Regions from separate parts of the Hordeum vulgare genome. Here region 1 is linked to region 2. The links are chromatin contacts, called in public Hi-C maps. All regions are on one chromosome and are shown on one strand. Each heading gives the region's core, a stretch centred on a gene start, on an enhancer-like site or on the middle of the called end of the contact. The rest is flanking DNA. Distances are from core to core; before and after follow the strand shown. Region 1 holds the start of LOC123437114 (cyclin-dependent kinase E-1). Region 2 holds the start of LOC123436971 (probable NADH dehydrogenase [ubiquinone] 1 alpha subcomplex subunit 12).

Region 1 (3,920 bases), core at 92-2,591, 560 kb after region 2:
AACTTGGCAGAATGAGTGAATGACTGCAATCCATTACCAAAGTACCATCCTTTGGTTCCCTCACATTACTTGAAATAGGAATGTAGATAGAGCTACTCACCCCATTGTCACTTAGTGGTTTCAGTGGAGCTTGATATATCCTAGCCAGGCCAAAATCAGCAATCTTTATAATTCCATGTTCTTCTCCCTCTCCCATGACCTACTGGGGCACACCATTGCAGCATGCTTAGCAAGCAAAAGAGACAATACTGGACAGATTTGCGTATCAGCGTGAAGCATGAAGCAACATACCAGTATATTAGAAGGCTTGAGGTCTCGATGGATAATCCAGTTACTGCAGAAGGGGAGACAGGTAGGATAGATCAGATTTTTATAGGATTGACCCAGATAAACGTTGCATATATTTGCAGTAAAGACATCACAGCTTATGGAGAATCATGCTATTCGACTTGTTAATTGAAAATATAGACATACCTATGGAGATAGTTGAGGCCATTGAGCAGTTGCCAGAGCAAGGATTTGACTGTGTATTGGTTAATGGAGAGGTTAAGCTTCTCTCTGTGATGCCGGATAACCTCCTGCGGGTTGAGCAGCGCTTCGTTAACTAATTATTCCATCGGAGTTGGATTTGAATTTCATAGTAAGATGTTGACAGGAATGAAAAAGGCACATATGAGCAGGAGACGGGAGTTGCATACATAGAGGTCATGCTCGGCGTAATCAAAGGCGAGATAGAGGGACATGTCTGCGTGGTTGATGTGGACGTTGACGAGCTTGACGACATTTTCGTGGTTGATCTCGCGCAGGAGCTGCAATCAAAGGGCAAGCGCAGGGAGAGGGATTACAGTCCTATATAGCCAGGGTGTGGAACGCCACGAAGGAATGAAGCAACCGGCGGCGGCGGCGGCGGCGACGGGTTACCATGATCTCTCTGATGGCGGTAGGCGAGACGCCATCGCCCTCCTTGGACTGCTTGAACTTCTTTATGGCGATGGGGGAGCCGCGGCGGCCAGCGGCCTGGGGATGCGTTGGCTTTAGGCGCGCGAGGAAGACGAGGCCGTAGGTGCCCTCGCCGATCTTCCCCACCAGCTCGTACTGCTGCAGCCACGCGGGGCGGTTTGACCCTCCGCCGCGGCCGTCGCCCATCGCCGCCGACGGCAGCCGACCAAATCCCTCTCGTTCTTCCTCTTCTTCCTTTAGAGAGGAAACAGCAGAGAAACACGGCAGAGCTTGCGCAGAACAAACGGATCAGCTAGGCTCGCCTCGGGAGGAGCCGGCGACCTAGGGTTTGGGCCCCGCCCGAATCGGAGTGAGAGAGGGATTGGGGGATCGGATGGGGGCGGGCAGGCTGGGGAAGAGAGTGTTTTTGCAAAATATGCAGCGTGGCCTGTATCCTCACCTTTGGCTGCTGATCGGATGGTAACGGTCAGTTTCGATTTTATTTTTATCTGAGGTCAGCTTCGATTTATGAGTCCACAGCTTTGGTTTATGAATTCATACCTTCTCATTCTTTTTTTTTAAAGGAAATACCTTGTTTTCATTCTAAAAAAACAAAGATTTCATGCCTTTTTCTTGCACATCAACAATAGTTTTCGTTTTATTAGAAGAACACTTATAATAACTTTCTCAAAATATTCTTATTCCATAGGTATGCAAACATGTAGTGTGTATAGAAGCACGGTAACTTGCCCTTCGTTTATCCCTTTTGAATTGCATGTATTTTTTGACTCGCAAACCAACTTATGGTTGAATGATTAGGAGGATAGTGGTATCTCGTGTCCATGAGAGTTCAAGTCCCACGCTTGGCATCGGTGCTTGCATTTTACTGAATTTATTTCACGCCTTCCGTGATGTGCGTTTAACGGGAGGAGACGTTCTCATCGACTACGAAGGCGTATGTGGCAACTTTATCATTCTCAACATGATGTGTCGGCTCGGTCTTTCAAAGATGCTCATAGGGATAAGGTATGTGTGTGCGCGTTCATATGGGTGAGGGTATGCTCGTGCATATGAACGACTTCAATTATACTATGTTTAAAAAAATATTTGGACTCGCATCCCAAGTAACAACCTTGCTGGGAGGAGGGTAGTTGTATCGCTCAACGTATTTGTCTCTTAGATGCACACTTTTTCCTTTTTGAGGGACCCTTGGAGGCATATGTTGTTTGCATGGATACAACATCAACATGTATAGATTGGTATTGATGGTCATGCATCTCTATTCTCATTGATATTTCAGTTGGCCCACTCTCTTTCCTCACGCGCCACTCGCATTACTTTTTTCCTATACAACGTGTACTCTTCTCTTGGGTACGTGTCGATTTGAGTAAAACAAACGTTTGACTAGTCATAAATTCAATCATCATGTCAAATTGAGAACTAAGTCATGGTAGTTAACACCCCGAGAGCAAAATAGGGATATATTATCGTTTGAAATCCCACATAGTTGGGTTGTACCTTCCTCGAGTGTCAGATGCGATGTTGTCTGGTTGTTTAAATCATGCCTCCTTGGAAAGAACTAGGAAAACGGAAAATAATCACTACTACATGAAGGTCCTAGGATGACACATCAATCAGAGATTCTTCGATCAGACTGTGTGCATGCATGAATCGTAAATGGTATAGTACTAGCTCCATCGCCAATACAACAAACTGTGTGCAATGGTTTGTCCACGAGGCACTATTCAGATGAGACTTGCATGTGTGATGCATGGCATACAATTGGTCATTAGAAACTATTTGCGATTAGCCAAGATGACACAAACGGTTAACAAAAGACATATGTATGCGAAGTACGCCATACACTTCGCTCGAATAAACTCTCTGCGCTGATTGAGAAGAACAAACAAGTTAGCATAAGAAGGTGTGGGTGATACCCCGCAAACAGTTCATTCATCATAATTGTGTGGGAAAACCAATAATAACCCAAATGATCTATCGTGACAAGATATGTGTGTTGTGGGCAGACGGTTGCTGGTAAACAATTGTATGAGATCTGATTTGCTCTGTTTACACAACATCTATGATGTGTCTACAGAACACCAATATTGTTGCATAACCAATTCAACATCCAATTACATAAGTGACTACACAACACATGTACATTCCTTAATATAAATTTACAAGAAGTAGACGATCATCAAACCATATTGTTCTTCCGACGATGGTTGTCGCCACTGCTTTGCTTGTGGCTATCCCTCGTCGTCTGCAGGAAGGAGGTACTTCCTCATGTCAATGATCCCCGTGTACATCTTGTAGCTTGTGTACGCGTCCCTGGCCGTGTACTTGATGTGTTCTTCATCCAGTTCGTTCACCCAGGACTTGTGCCAGTTAGACTTGTCCTTTTCGCACTCATCATTCATGTCTCTATAATAGGAGTCGATGATGGCCACGGTAAGATCAACGAAGGAGTTCTTCTGCTTCTTCTTCTCGTCGCCCCAGACCCTGTACTAACCTTGGACATTGACAAGCTTGTGGTAGGACAAGCCCGAAGTCTTGATCACCTTTAAATCGTTGGTGGTGTCCACCGTTGGTGAAAGGATGTGGATGTCGCCTAGAGGGGGGTGAATAGGCGCTTTAAAATAATTAAGGTTTAGGCTTGAACAAATGCGGAATAAAACTAACGTTTAATATGTCAAGCACAAAACCTACAAACAACTAGGCTCACCTATGTGCAACAACAACTTATGCTAAGCAAGATAAACAACTAAGTGATAGCAAGATATATTACAATAAACAATATGTCTATCACAAAGTAAAGTGCATAAGTAAAGGGTTCGGGTAAGAGATAACCGAGGCACGGGGAGACGATGATGTATCCCGAAGTTAACACCCTTACGGATGCTAATCTCCGTTGGAGCGGTGTGGAGGCACAATGCTCCCCAAGATGCCACTAAGGCCACCGTAATCTCCTCACGCCC
Region 2 (3,983 bases), core at 359-2,858:
TTCTCATAGTACTTGTTTCCAAAACTGTCAACTCCTACAAGGGTTGCACCAATGTTGTGAATTTTGGTTTGCCTGAAAAGAAGAGAAATCTGCACACTGAGGCACAAAACCAAGCATTCCTTCCTGCAAAACTGGAGAGATGGGAGGGAGGACTTACAATAGGTTTCCATCCCCAAGGCATTTTCTGCAAATAACACCATATTACAACATTAGAAGCATAAACAAAGAAACACATGTGCAATTTAGCTCTTTTTTCCCCTCCTACTATGGAATTCTAAGAGAGCTATATCATTTTAGAAATTTAAAAACAGTCCAGAGAATATCGACAAGAAGAGGATAGTGTACATGGTGATGCTCATTTAACAAAAAGCAATACAACTATTGCATTTAGAAAATTGAAAAGAGCATACGCACACGCTTAAGTGTGCCTGTGCACTGGGCAGAGGCAAAACGCCTAGCACTTAATCGCGTTTAACATGCACTTAATTGCACTTAAGCATGTGCTTTGGTCAGAAAAGGGCAAGGTGGAGACAAAACACTAGCTCAGCGCCTAGCGCTTAAAAAAACCTTGGAAAAGAGTGAAAGTGATTCCTTCTAAAAATTGGGGACTCCAACTTGAAGCTGCAGATTGTAACCAGTATTCATCAGCCATCGCACTAAACTGCGTTCTCTGATGGAAGGATATACTTATCAAGTTATCACACAGCGGAGAGTCGGAGATACCTTAACGCGGGAGTCCCCGCAACTGTTTGATCTAACTGCAATGCGTACATAGGTTTCAAAGTATTCTATTTCTGGGATGCTAAGGTCCTGCTATAATCAAAAAGCATTATGTGGAAGCTAAAAGCACATGAAAAATATTAAACGAGCAAATGAGTACAGTGGCCAACCAATGGTATGAAAATTTGAATGTCCCTCGCTTTCTGGTAATGTTGTGTCGTACTCATTTTTTTCTGGAAGATCTGTCGCGTTGTAATTTACTATCGAGGAAATTGATAACGTGGGCAGAGGCATTTGTGTACCAAAGGATTTTGTCTTAAGCTACCTGCTACCTAGACCAAGAGGAAGGAACAGTTGTGCTTCTGTTTCCAGACCTTGCAATCCCAGCAGAGTAATTTCGAGATATGCAGGTTTCTGTGTAATTTGAGGCAGCAGATGAACATGTGATATTGCATATTCATTTGGTTTCATTAATATTGACGCGAACGAAATTACCGATCCAACAATCAATCGGTAAAATGATGCGCGGCGAGGCATTCGAAGTTGAAGAAGAAGCCCTAGATGATAATCGGATGGGATTTTGACCCAACAGCCGCAGGAGGAGCATGGACGAATCTCAGATCCGAGGGAGGGGGGGGGGGGGGGGGGGGGGGGGGGGGCGAGTCTTACAGGTATCCCTCGTCGCGGGCGTAGCGGAGGAAGTTGGCGAGGCCCTTCTCCTTGATGCCCTGCCACACGCTCCGAACCACCGCGGCCATGGATGATACCTTCGCTTCCTGCGCCGCTCCCCCTCTGATTCCTCTCAATGGCCGATGCGACGCGACGCCCCTCTCTCTCTCTGATGGAAGGTAGGAGGAGATAGGCGAAGCGGACCAGGACGGTATGGGCCGGCCCACTCTCTTCTCACTCACTCCATCATCCACGAAAAAAAATAACGAGCCAGCATTTTGCAACCGGGCCGAGCCACGTTGTTATGCATTCTTCTCCCTGCTCCATAAAAAGAAAAAGAAAAAGAAAGTACACGGGGTATCCAACACAAACTTGATTATATAATCAAACAAAAAGAAAAAAACAGCTAGATTTCGATGGAAGCAAATTTCAACATACCAACTGGATGGGATGAACAGTAGTTAATTCTATTTGGTGTAAGTTATGAAAATTACCTTGTCTGATAAAGATCAAAAGACTATTCGGTTCCTCTCCGCTCCGTCGACTCCACTCCCGGAGCGAAGCAGGGTAAAGATCATTTTGAAGGAGCGGCTCACATTCAGCTCCACAGCTCCGCGGAGTGGAGAGATTCCGAACAAGGTCTAAATATATTTGGCATGCGTTACATAGCACACTCTTGTGCCGTTTTACGCTTGCTAATAGATACATGAAAGTCTTGTCCATCCAGTGACGAATCTAAGGGTTGAGCCCTCTTCAAAAATTGAAAAACTAAATTTACAAGTATTCATCATAAAAAATAACATTATTTGAACTAAAAAACTGAGAGTTAGTGTATTGTTCTTCACACTGTTAACATTGATCCCTCCCCCTTTATTCTCTTGCAAGATTCGCCACTGTGCCCGCCTGCCCTACTTGCTCCTCTGATCCAAAAGATATGAATCATTTCAAAAAAAAAAATCCAAAAGATATGAAGCATATGTTATTTCTCTTCAACAAAGCAAGGGTGGTTTGAAAAAGGATGGAGATGGACAATATTATTTATAAAGCCTATGAAGTAGATCGTGCTAGAGAGACGGTATTGGAGTATTTATTTCTTCTGACAGAACATAATTTGTGTATCATGGGTACTCGATATGCACGTAAAATGATTGTCATCTAGTCTGGTATTTGCGGTGGAAAAGACGTAAATTGATTCACACGGAGACAACTCAAAATGCGTACACCCGATTTCTATGGGCATCCATGCTCTTACGACCAATTATGTTACTACTTTCTCTCCGAAGGTTTTCCCATGAAAAGAAGGGTTGGTCTGCCCTCACATAAGTTTTGTTAAATTTAATATTGATGATTCTCTTTATAATGGCATGCTTAGGGGTACGACGGGGGTGGTCATAAGAGATGACAAAATCAGATTCATCCTTAGAGGAATGAAAATATAGATTGGCACGCGAATGTCTTGATGGTTGAAGTTTTGGCCCTTAAATTCGGTCTATCATATGCATAAAGGACGGGATGCAATCGTGTTATTATTAATTCGGATAATCTAAAGATGATCGATACCATGAAGAATGGAGGATGGTAGGCGGCGGCGGTGACGGTCTTTGACGATTGTTTATATTTTACTTATGATTACCCCATTTCTAGGTTCGAGCATTATAATATAGAAGTAAATAAAGCTGGTCAGAAGATTGCTAGATTAGCTATATCTTTTTCCTGGTCGGTTTGAGAGCCATTAAATAACATTGTACAGATTCCTTCGTGGCACTGGTAGGTATGAATGGGGGAGAGTTTAACCAGGTCGGCATATGGTCACTTGGTTGCAGAGATTAGGCATCACATGGTTAAGCAAGAGTTTATTTCTTTGAAAATTAAGCGTGAGCAAAATAGGGTAGCATATCGGTTGGCTTTGTATAGTCGTACGGAGAGTACTACTACTGTATGGTCTGGTAGAGATCTTGTTCGTGTGAAGGAGTTGGTGCCTCTTGATTGTAATCCTATGAATATGGAATAAAACTCTTTTACCATAAAAAAAACACTATAAATATCCTCATAAACCACGTATGGTTGTTACAAATGAATACAGCTTGCGTTTTATTTATTTATAAATAAAAAAACTCCAGCTCTGCAACCCTATAGCTCAAGCTTAATTCATGAGGGCCACTCCGTCGGCCACATGCAGCAAGCTATGCTACCCCTCCATCAAACGATCATCGCTCCACCACCACGTACGTCGTCCCGGCCGGGAAAGAGGAAATATATGGGGAACAATCATTAGCAGTATACTAGTTCAGATTCTTCTGCACAGATTATAGCTCGCTAGCTTAGCTACTAGACCGTCGAGTGAGTGTGCGCACGAACTCGATCGTCCATGGATGGATGGATGGGCTAAGGCGAAGTGACGGATTGATGGGCCTGTGCAGCTCCATCCAAGTGGGTAAAAGCCGGGCGGGCGGCCGACCTATGCCATCCAATCTTTTCGAAAAAAGTCCATTTTAAACCCTGAATTCGTAGAGGTCGGTCGATATAAACCCTCAAGTTAAAATCCCGGTCGATTGTACCCTGAACTATGCAATTCCGGTCTAAATCAAACCTTC

The links. Hi-C and Micro-C count contacts between places; a contact is called where the count stands out from the background.
Region 1: a Hi-C map of seedling shows a contact between it and region 2, with 5 times the contacts expected there. The contact joins the promoter of LOC123437114 here to the promoter of LOC123436971 in region 2. A contact is called at or near these places in 3 of 6 Hi-C or Micro-C datasets (leaf and seedling) and 1 of 1 datasets of contacts at active chromatin or transcription factors (embryo).

Annotation. Positions count from the first base shown.
Region 1 is chr1H:360,362,246-360,366,165 of MorexV3_pseudomolecules_assembly, forward strand. It overlaps LOC123437114 (cyclin-dependent kinase E-1), which reads right to left and starts at 1,342. Exons shown (of 15, transcript XM_045115685.1): 1 at 922-1,342; 2 at 699-809; 3 at 475-578; 4 at 292-334; 5 at 101-199. The coding sequence starts at 1,146.
Region 2 is chr1H:359,797,224-359,801,206 of MorexV3_pseudomolecules_assembly, forward strand. LOC123436971 (probable NADH dehydrogenase [ubiquinone] 1 alpha subcomplex subunit 12) reads right to left here and starts at 1,609. Exons shown (of 5, transcript XM_045115674.1): 1 at 1,390-1,609; 2 at 158-184; 3 at 1-72. The coding sequence starts at 1,478.